Regions from separate parts of the Danio rerio genome. Here region 1 is linked to region 2. A link is a contact called in public Hi-C data. All regions are on one chromosome and are shown on one strand. The core of a region is the stretch at or near the end of the contact, and the rest is flanking DNA. Distances in the headings are between cores, read along the strand shown. Region 1 overlaps dab2ipa (DAB2 interacting protein a). Region 2 overlaps dab2ipa (DAB2 interacting protein a).

Region 1 (4,365 bases), core at 547-3,046, 170 kb after region 2:
TTAATATTTCATTTTAAATTTTACAAATACATGTCAATTCTTGTAAATTTTCATATTTAATAGACTGCTTTAATTTAAAGTACAACCTGGAATGATTATAGTGATTGTTTAAACACAGCAAAAATGAATTAGCGTAAAATAATTACAGATACATTTTTTTATATAAATAAATGAATAAAGTAAAATAAAATGCAGGTAGTGTAATGCTGAACTGGCAGTACTACATTTCATACAGTCACTATAGTCTCAAATCAAAATTTATGGCTCTACATTTATTCATTCATTTTCCCAAGGCTTAGTCCTTTATTTATCAGGAGTCGCCACAGAAGAATGAATCGACAACAATTCCAGCATATGTTTCACACAGCGGATGCCCTTCCAGACTCAACTGGGAAACACCCCACTTTCTCATTCCCACATGCACTCATACACTACGGCCAATTTTTAGTTAATCCAATTTGCCTATACCACATTTCTTTGGACTGCTCTACATGTTTAAACGTACAGTATGTAAGTATGATAACCAATGGTTGAACTAGGTATTGCATTCCTTTATCAAAACAAACGCAAGTGCAGGTTGCCAGATTGAGGACCAATAAGAGTGAGTCTGACGATCGAGCCTAAAGGCTGAGTCAAATCGTGTTCTATATAAAAACAACTACACATGATAGAAGGAACATTCTCCTTATTAAAAGGAGTGTTTGTTCTAAGCAACTAATCGAATTTATATTTTAGGAATGCAATCTATTTCTTGCAGCTGAACAACAGAAAACTGACAATAATCACCTCAGGTACACCTCATGTGTTTTATTCAGTGTTAAATGCTAACAATGTGAGTTTGAATGCCATTTTACATGACATTTATTGCCATACCAGTAAATTAATATGTATTATTAAATTATAAACCTTACCATTTTGTAAGTGAGTGCATATTCTGTGCTTCTTAAAGGTGGCATTTAAATTTCTGTCATGTTTTTTCTAGTGCAAACAGCCACATTGCTTATCACAGCAAATCTCATCATATAGCACGTTGTTAGGACACGGGTTTACAATGGAACTTGCCCATCTAATGTTTACATTCGTAATATTTATATTATTTGCTAATTAATAACCTCATGTTGTATCTGCGTCTTTTTTCGGTCATGGAAGCATGCTTTGAAAACCTTTCTAAATGAATGAATGAATGAATGAATGAATGAATGAATGAAATGCACTGTTTTCCAACAAGGCAACCTGGGGTGCTGACATATAATTGGCTAAACTGGCAGTGGGCAGGTTAATATAACAAAAATAAAGACAGTGTTCCGACATGTAACAGACATTTTCAAAGTAGAATATCTGACTTCAGCATTGTTTTTTTGTTGTTGTTTTTTTTAGATAAACAAGAATGTTCACTTAGCATTTTTCTTAAATATCTGCAAACATATTATGGTATTTTAGGCTTTAAAAGAGTCAAAAACCTAAATAAAGTATCTTTAAGTAAGATAGTTATTAGGCAATATTTTACATTACACAAAAAAAAAAACAGCTTGGATTTCAGCAGCTGCATTATAATACCAACTCTCCCAATATACAAGATCTGCGCGATGCACAGGACAAAATCTCTCTAAATGCATTGGCCAAGGCAGGCCTATATTTAACTTTGCACAAGAAAAGTCTTGTCTGTGATTTCGGAGTGCTGTCCTTTGCTCAGCTGTTGTCAGAAGTTGCCAGGATACAGGATCAATAGAGGCACTATATCAACCATCTCTGAAGCGCCACAGCTTTTTTAGTCGGGCCTGGAATACTATTACTTTGTAGTAAAACAACATCCTGACAAAAAAGGGGAGGGTTTTCACAAGGGAGATAAAAAGTATGGACAGAGTGAGTGAGCGAGGTGGAAAAATGGAAAACAGAATAGCAACAGGATCCATTTGTTCATTAGACAATGTTAAAACAGCCCGGCCTGCATCATAAAAAGCTAATTGCTGACAGAGCTAATATACACCCTCAGATTCAGAGTTTTGCTGGGCTAAAAGCAATTCCCATGTTTCCATACCAGTTTATAGGCCGTTTAATGCTTTTTCTGTGGCACATTTCAAAGTGCAGGAATGTAACTGCGTAAGATGGATTATTGTTACGAGTATAATGGTATGTTAAACTGACTGCTGGATAGTAATTTCGGTTAAATAAGGCATTAATGATTTTCTTTTCTTTTCAGCAATTACAACTAAACAAATACCACAAATCATTGCTTTGCTTTTCTGACAAAAAAATAAAATAAAAATTAGAACAACAAATATTTTTGTCAATTTAACTAATTTTAATATGTTAATCAGGTTTCAACTATATTGTTTACAAAGTTTAACTTGATATTTTAGTGAAATTGATTGATGTAAGTTGAGAAGACTAGAAAAGTCAATTTAAAACAAAAACCATTAAGGCAGTAAGCAGTAATCAAGTGTAGGACTAGTTTGATCTAAAGCAGGTTTCACTAAGTTAACTTTAAGAATTTTTAAGACAATTTAAGACCATTATGAGTAAAATTTTAGACTTGTGCTGGGATAATGCTAAGGATTTTTTAGAACATCCAAGCTGGAAAAGATTTTCACTTGCCCTATAAAAAATATTATAGTTTAATACATTTATTAGTACAATAATAATAATAATAATTTAATAATAATAAAAATATCCTTCAGGTCAGTATCCTCAGCAGTAAATACATCGAGAACTTTTAAACAAATGTTACTGTAAGGAAAGTAAATAAATGCTATTTTTAAATAAAATGTTTATTGACATTGGGATTGTTGGTGATTGGTATTTTTAATGGCCAGATTCTGCAGCTGTACATGAACAAAGGTAAATTAAGACCTGTTAAAAATATTTAAGACCTACAACAAAATATTTCAGTACATTTAAGACTTTAAGGCCTAAAATTTACCTTTTGAGATTTTAGACATTAAGGCTTTTTAAGACCCCACGGATACCCTATAAAGTGTCCCATGCTTAATAGTTCAGTCACATTGTTATGCTTGTTGAAATTTACTTTGGAATTTAATTTAGCTTTGGTCCATAAATCTCTATGATATTAACAATGGACCTTTTATTCAGCACATTTTTGCAGAAATATTACTAATGTAAAAGTAGTCATTTTTAAAGGTCTATCATTAAATCATTAATTTTCTTTTGACTTAGTCTCTTATTTATTACGGGTCACCACAGCGGAATGAACCGACAACTATTCCGGCATACGGATGCCCTTTCAGCTGCAACCCTGTACTAGAAAACACCCATACACACTTGCAGGCACACACGTACGTATGCACTACAGCCAATTTACTTTATTCAATTCACCTGCACCGCATGTCTTTGGACTGTGAGGGAACCCAGAGCAACCGGAGGACCCACGCCAACACACGCCAACACTGGGAGGACCTGCAAACTCCACAAGAAATGCCAACTGACCCAGCTGTCACTCGAACCAGAGAGCTTCTTACTGTGAGGTTAATTCCTTCATATTGTCCCAACAATGTGAACAAGTGTGATTCACTGTAATGAATGCTGGGTTCCACACAAATCGATTAGGATAACATAATCGTTTTTTACAAATTTAAGTAGATTGAGCATAAAACAATTACGTTGTGCAAAAAAACCTTAATAATTGTTTTGTAATAACTCATTTTTAATAAGTAGTTTGAACAAGCAGCGGAAGTAATTTTTTTCAATGTTGTGTAGCCCTATTTTTTTCCTAATTTAATTTTTTTGTTTGTTTTTGCTTGGCTTCCCCACACGCACACAAAAAAGTTTTTAAAATTTTGTTTGTCACCACAGAAGAATGAACCGCCAACTTATCCGGCATATGTTTTCCTTCCGGCTGCAACCCATCACTGGGAAACACCCACACTTATTTACACACTCATACACTGCTGTCAGTTTTAGAATACAGAATTCACCTGTACCACATGTCTTTGGACTTCTGTGGGAAACCAGAGCACATGAAGGAAATCCACACGAACACGAGGAGAACATGCAAACTCCACACAGAAATGCCACCCGGCCGAGACTCGAATTAGTGACCTTCTTGCTGCGAGGCGAACGTGCTACTTACTGTGCCACCGCATCACCCAAAATTTAAAATATTTCCATTTGAATTTTTCTATACTTTTCTGAAAGAAATGTTTGTTTTTTAGTAAAAAAAATATGCGTATTTATTCAGTAAAAAAATAGGGCCGCACAATCACACAGTAAAAATGCTGTGTTCCACACAATCGATTTGTGTTGGGACAACATGAAGGAATTAAGCAAACTTTATAAAAAGTTTAATTGTTAATTTATAAAAAGTTACAGATAAAATATGCAGATTATTTCATTGAGTACTGTATGTGT
Region 2 (4,585 bases), core at 5-2,504:
CAAACATATTATGGTATTTTATGCTTTAGAATTGTCAAAAACTTATACAGAACATTTAAGTGTAAAGTGTTTATTTTTCTAACACGTTTGCTTTTAGTTAATTGTCACATGTGTATTTGCAATTAGGCCGAGAAGGGTATAAATGGAGGTCAGAGCCAGGTTCAAATGGTTTGGTCAGCTCAAAGTGGGTGGGACTTAAGCTCCAAGGGGGCTGAACACACCTCCTGGAGTTTTCATTTATCTTGTACATAACATGGAGTCCAACCTACTGTGTTTTATGAATGTCTACACCTACCCTAACCCTAAACCCAACCCTAGACCCAATCTAACAGTGACCTGTTATGTTTTATTAATGTTTATACAGTACCTACACCACCCCTAAACCCAGCCTAACTGCAGCATAAGTCCCTCCCACCTAGAGGTCTGCAGGAGGCTGCAGTCATACCTACTTGATTGGGCTAACTAGTAAACAAGAACCCTATCTAATTGGTATCGTTTCTAGTGACATCATTGCACAAGGTCACAGCAACCATACTTGGAACATTATGGCTTCAGTTTTAAATAATGAAATGAAATAGACACATTTATGAAAACTAGAGAAATAGTGTTCAAATGGACTCACTTGTTTGTGTAGTGTGCGCTGCTTGGACTCTGGACTGTCCCCTTTGGAGGACGAAGACTGTTGCCTCAGTCTAGTGCCGCTGCTGGGCCAGTCAGGAGACGATGACATCATACTTCCACTGGAGGGCCGTGGATAGGGAGCAGTGTTGAGCATGTTTGGTGGAGTGCGGCCTCTTGTAATGGCTGGAGGTGGTTGGTCTATCCGGCGCTGCGGGCCAGCACTGTTCTGCCGCGGTACATTGGTCTGGTGTTGGGTCTCTGTAAGTGACAGCTGTCGACGTGTAAACTCTCCAGGACGTTGAATAAATTCATCCCCACTACTGCCCCCTCCGCCGCTCGCCCCTGTGCTGGACTGGCTTATAAACGGGTGCTTTGGCCCCGCGGTAGCTGCTTCCTCTGCATTGCTGCTGATGGAACTCTGGCATTCAGATCCTGAATCGGCCACTGCACGGGGTGACACAGGCAATCCGGCGGCCATCTGGTACACAGGGTTCTGGAAGGAGAGCGGGGCAAGCAGCTGGGACCTTCCTGGGGCAGACTCTGTGCTCGGGGTGGTGGGGGTCTGACCTGCTCTCCTCAGGGTTGGACCACTGGGCGTGTTGCCCTTTATGGTGCGGGTGGTCCACATTCCTGCGCTCTGGCCAGCAGACGCCTGGCTGTCGTTGATGGGGTCACTGAAGGAGGTGTTGGCAGCGCTCTCTAGAGAACGGCTGTCCTGCAGGTCCACCATTGACAAGCTCTTGCTACCGTTGGGGATCTGAACATCTGGCTCGTTGGCCTCGGAGTAACTGGAGCTGCGGGCGGGTGACGGCTGAATCACAGAATTCCTTGTGACAAAGAACAGGTCCTTGTTTTCGGGGGTCGGCGAGGGCAGTCGAGTGAAATCCACCAGCCTGTCCAAAAGATGACAGGACAAAATGAAGATCACAGCTGTTTTTTTATTATTCAAATTAAACTCATTATCTAGCTCAGGGGTGTCCAATTATTCTCCTGGAAGGTCAATGCCCTGCAGAGTTCTGCTCCAATCAAATTATCTACAAGTTTCTGTTGTGTCTAAAGACCTTGGTCACGTGGTTTAGGATTTGTTTCAGTTTGGTAGGAGCTAAACTCTGCAGGGCTGCTAGGTCAGAAATCACATATTGCACTTGCTTACTAGGCTTCTCTCAAAATTTCTTGCTGTGATTAATTGCTTAAACTTTTGTCATGATACATGGTATCATCAATATATTGAGCTGCAAAAAAGATTACTTTAACAGGCAGAATAACCTAAAATACCTACTGTTTTACTTTAAAGCAGAGATGCCTAAAGTTGGCCCATGGTAACCTTTGATTTGGCCCACCCTCCCATCAGAAAAGAGTGGGAGCAGGGATGGGAATGTGGAATGGAAGGTGGTTTGACAGAGATTGTAAGATTAACGTTGACAAATTCAACGTAAATTTTTGTTTGTTTGTTTTGTGACTGAACAATAAAACAATAAAAAGCCAACTGAAATGAAATGTTTCAAATAAATGTTATAAATGAATCAGACTTTTAAAATGTGAATACTGTCACTTGTCAAATAGAGGACAATGCACAAGACATCTGCGAGCAAATCAAGGCAAAGCCAAGAGCAGCTCGACTATATTAAACATTGAATTGCATTGTGTTATAAATGTGATTGTTTATTTTTTATTTTTTTCTACTTTTCTGGTAATTTTTAATATTAGCTAATAAATTAGGAAATTACCCTTGGCAAACTTAATGTAATATATATATATATATATATATATATATATATATATATATATATATATATATATATATATATATATATATATATATATATATATATATACATACATACATACACACATATATATATATATATATATATATATATACATACATACATACACACATATATATATATATATATATATATATATATATATATATATATATATATATATATATATATATATATATATATATGGCTCATAGCCCTCAATCAAGGTTGGTTTTTGGCCGGTTTGGACACCCCTGCTTTAAAGTGTTACCTATTTTGTAATATATTGAATATTTATTTATTTATTTATTTATTTATTTATTTATTTATTTATTTATTTATTTATTTATTTATTTATTCTGAACATGTATATGCAATTAAGGGTGCACTCACACTATGCTATCCAAACCATGACCAGGTGCGTTTCCTGGTTTGTTTGACAAGTATGAGTGCTCCAAATCGGGCCCAGGTGCGGTTCAGTTGGCCGGCCCTGGCCCGGTAGGAAGAGGTGTGCCAGAGGTTAGGCTTTGGCGTGGTACGCTTTTAGTGTGAGCGCAAATCGTGCCTAAGCCCGAAACTGAAGACGCAACGTCACTTTTAAGGGACTGTTTCAGATGAGTTTATTAATCATTCTTACTTTTCAATGAACGTGAACTGTCATAGTTTATTACAGGCGCAAACCCCTCACTGCACGACAGCAAACCTCCTAATATCTGCAGTGTGAGGGCTTTTATGATAACTTATGAATGCAAAAGTTGTGGATCTGTTCTGCAAAATATTTGATTGTGTGTCACTGCATCCGTAACGACTAAAAATAATACAAAACTATATAACTAAAGCACATCCACTGTGTTGAGTGAGAGCGCTTCTCTCTGTTCAACTGAACAGCGCACCATCGATGACAAAAGCGTACTCTGTCTCGGATGCAATGTGAGTGCAAGCCGTTGGGAAAGAGGGGACAACTGCGCTTCGGCACGGTTCAAGGCAACTGTACATAGTGAGAGTATGCCCAAAGTCTCATTAGAAAACTTTAATGCATTAAATTTCACAGTGTGAAATAGGCATATTATAGTTATGTTAAAGTTAAGTAAAAAAATTTATTGAATTCATTCACACTCATACACTATGGACAATTAAGCCTACCCAAATCCCCTATACCGCATGTATTTGGACTGTTGGGGAAACTGGAGCACCCGGAGGAAACCTACACAAACGCAGGGAGAACATGCAAAGTCCACACAGAAATGCCAACTGACCCAGCCGAGGCTTGAACCACTAACCTTCTTGCTGTGAGGCTACAGCACTATCTATTGCACCACTGTGTCACCCTGTTCTTACATCGACTTTAGTTAAATTAACTGATGTTAACAAATGGAGCCTTATGATAGTTAACAAATACACTGTATATATATATACACACACACACACACACACACACACACACACACACACACACACACACACACACACACACACACACACACACACACACACACACACACACAAACACACACACACAAACACACTCACAAATATATACATATACATATATACATATCTCCTTTTAAGTCTTCAAGCATTAATGAACCACCACTAATAAAACCGTCAGAATATTCCTAAAAGGGAACTCTAAACGTTTAAATAATAAATAACTATTATTCACAGCACTGTTAAGTGCCACATTATTTTCTTTATCACAATATATTAAATTACTGAATAGCAGCATAAATGTCTATACTTTACTATACAGAATATTTGACAAATAAGTGTTATAATTATAGTATTAAGTATTATAATTATATTAAAAGTATAGTCAAAAACAACCCTTGACCTATTACTTCCAGGGAGTTTTCTCTATCTCAAGAGACCCCAGTAAATGATTTAAGAATGACAATAAAGCAATGCAACTGATGTTAGGACACTTAGCAACATGAGAAATGCACAGTACATACATTTTTTTACAAACATTAAAAATATAAGCAACATTTTAGAAGTCCTAAGCAATTGCTTATTCAAAATAAATACCTACATTGCAAGAGAGAGTACAATTCCTATGCAGCCCATGACACATCTGATCTAGCTAATTTTCATGGCTAATGAATGTGTGCTGATATGATAGCTGTCTGAACACTGACAAAAAAATGTCTTTTGATTTAAAACTATGTAATAAAACTCTACAATCCCAGTGTAAGAGAATA

Evidence for each region. Hi-C and Micro-C count contacts between places; a contact is called where the count stands out from the background.
Region 1: a contact with region 2 is called in a Hi-C map of embryo, with 2.4 times the contacts expected there. The contact joins two enhancer-like sites. A contact is called at or near these places in 1 of 18 Hi-C or Micro-C datasets (embryo) and 1 of 4 datasets of contacts at active chromatin or transcription factors (caudal fin).

The regions. Positions count from the first base shown.
Region 1 is chr8:13,892,770-13,897,134 of GRCz12tu, forward strand. All of the region lies in intron 3 of dab2ipa (DAB2 interacting protein a), which reads right to left. Among named protein-coding and RNA genes, the nearest start is that of dab2ipa, 22 kb to the right of the region's middle. Within about 2 kb of position 1,797, at least 6 of the 62 cell types and tissues checked have an H3K27ac peak or open chromatin away from gene starts, as enhancers often do.
Region 2 is chr8:13,726,512-13,731,096 of GRCz12tu, forward strand. It overlaps dab2ipa (DAB2 interacting protein a), which reads right to left. Exons shown (of 18, transcript XM_017357419.4): 14 at 623-1,514. Among named protein-coding and RNA genes, the nearest start is that of endog, 33 kb to the left of the region's middle. Within about 2 kb of position 1,255, at least 3 of the 62 cell types and tissues checked have an H3K27ac peak or open chromatin away from gene starts, as enhancers often do.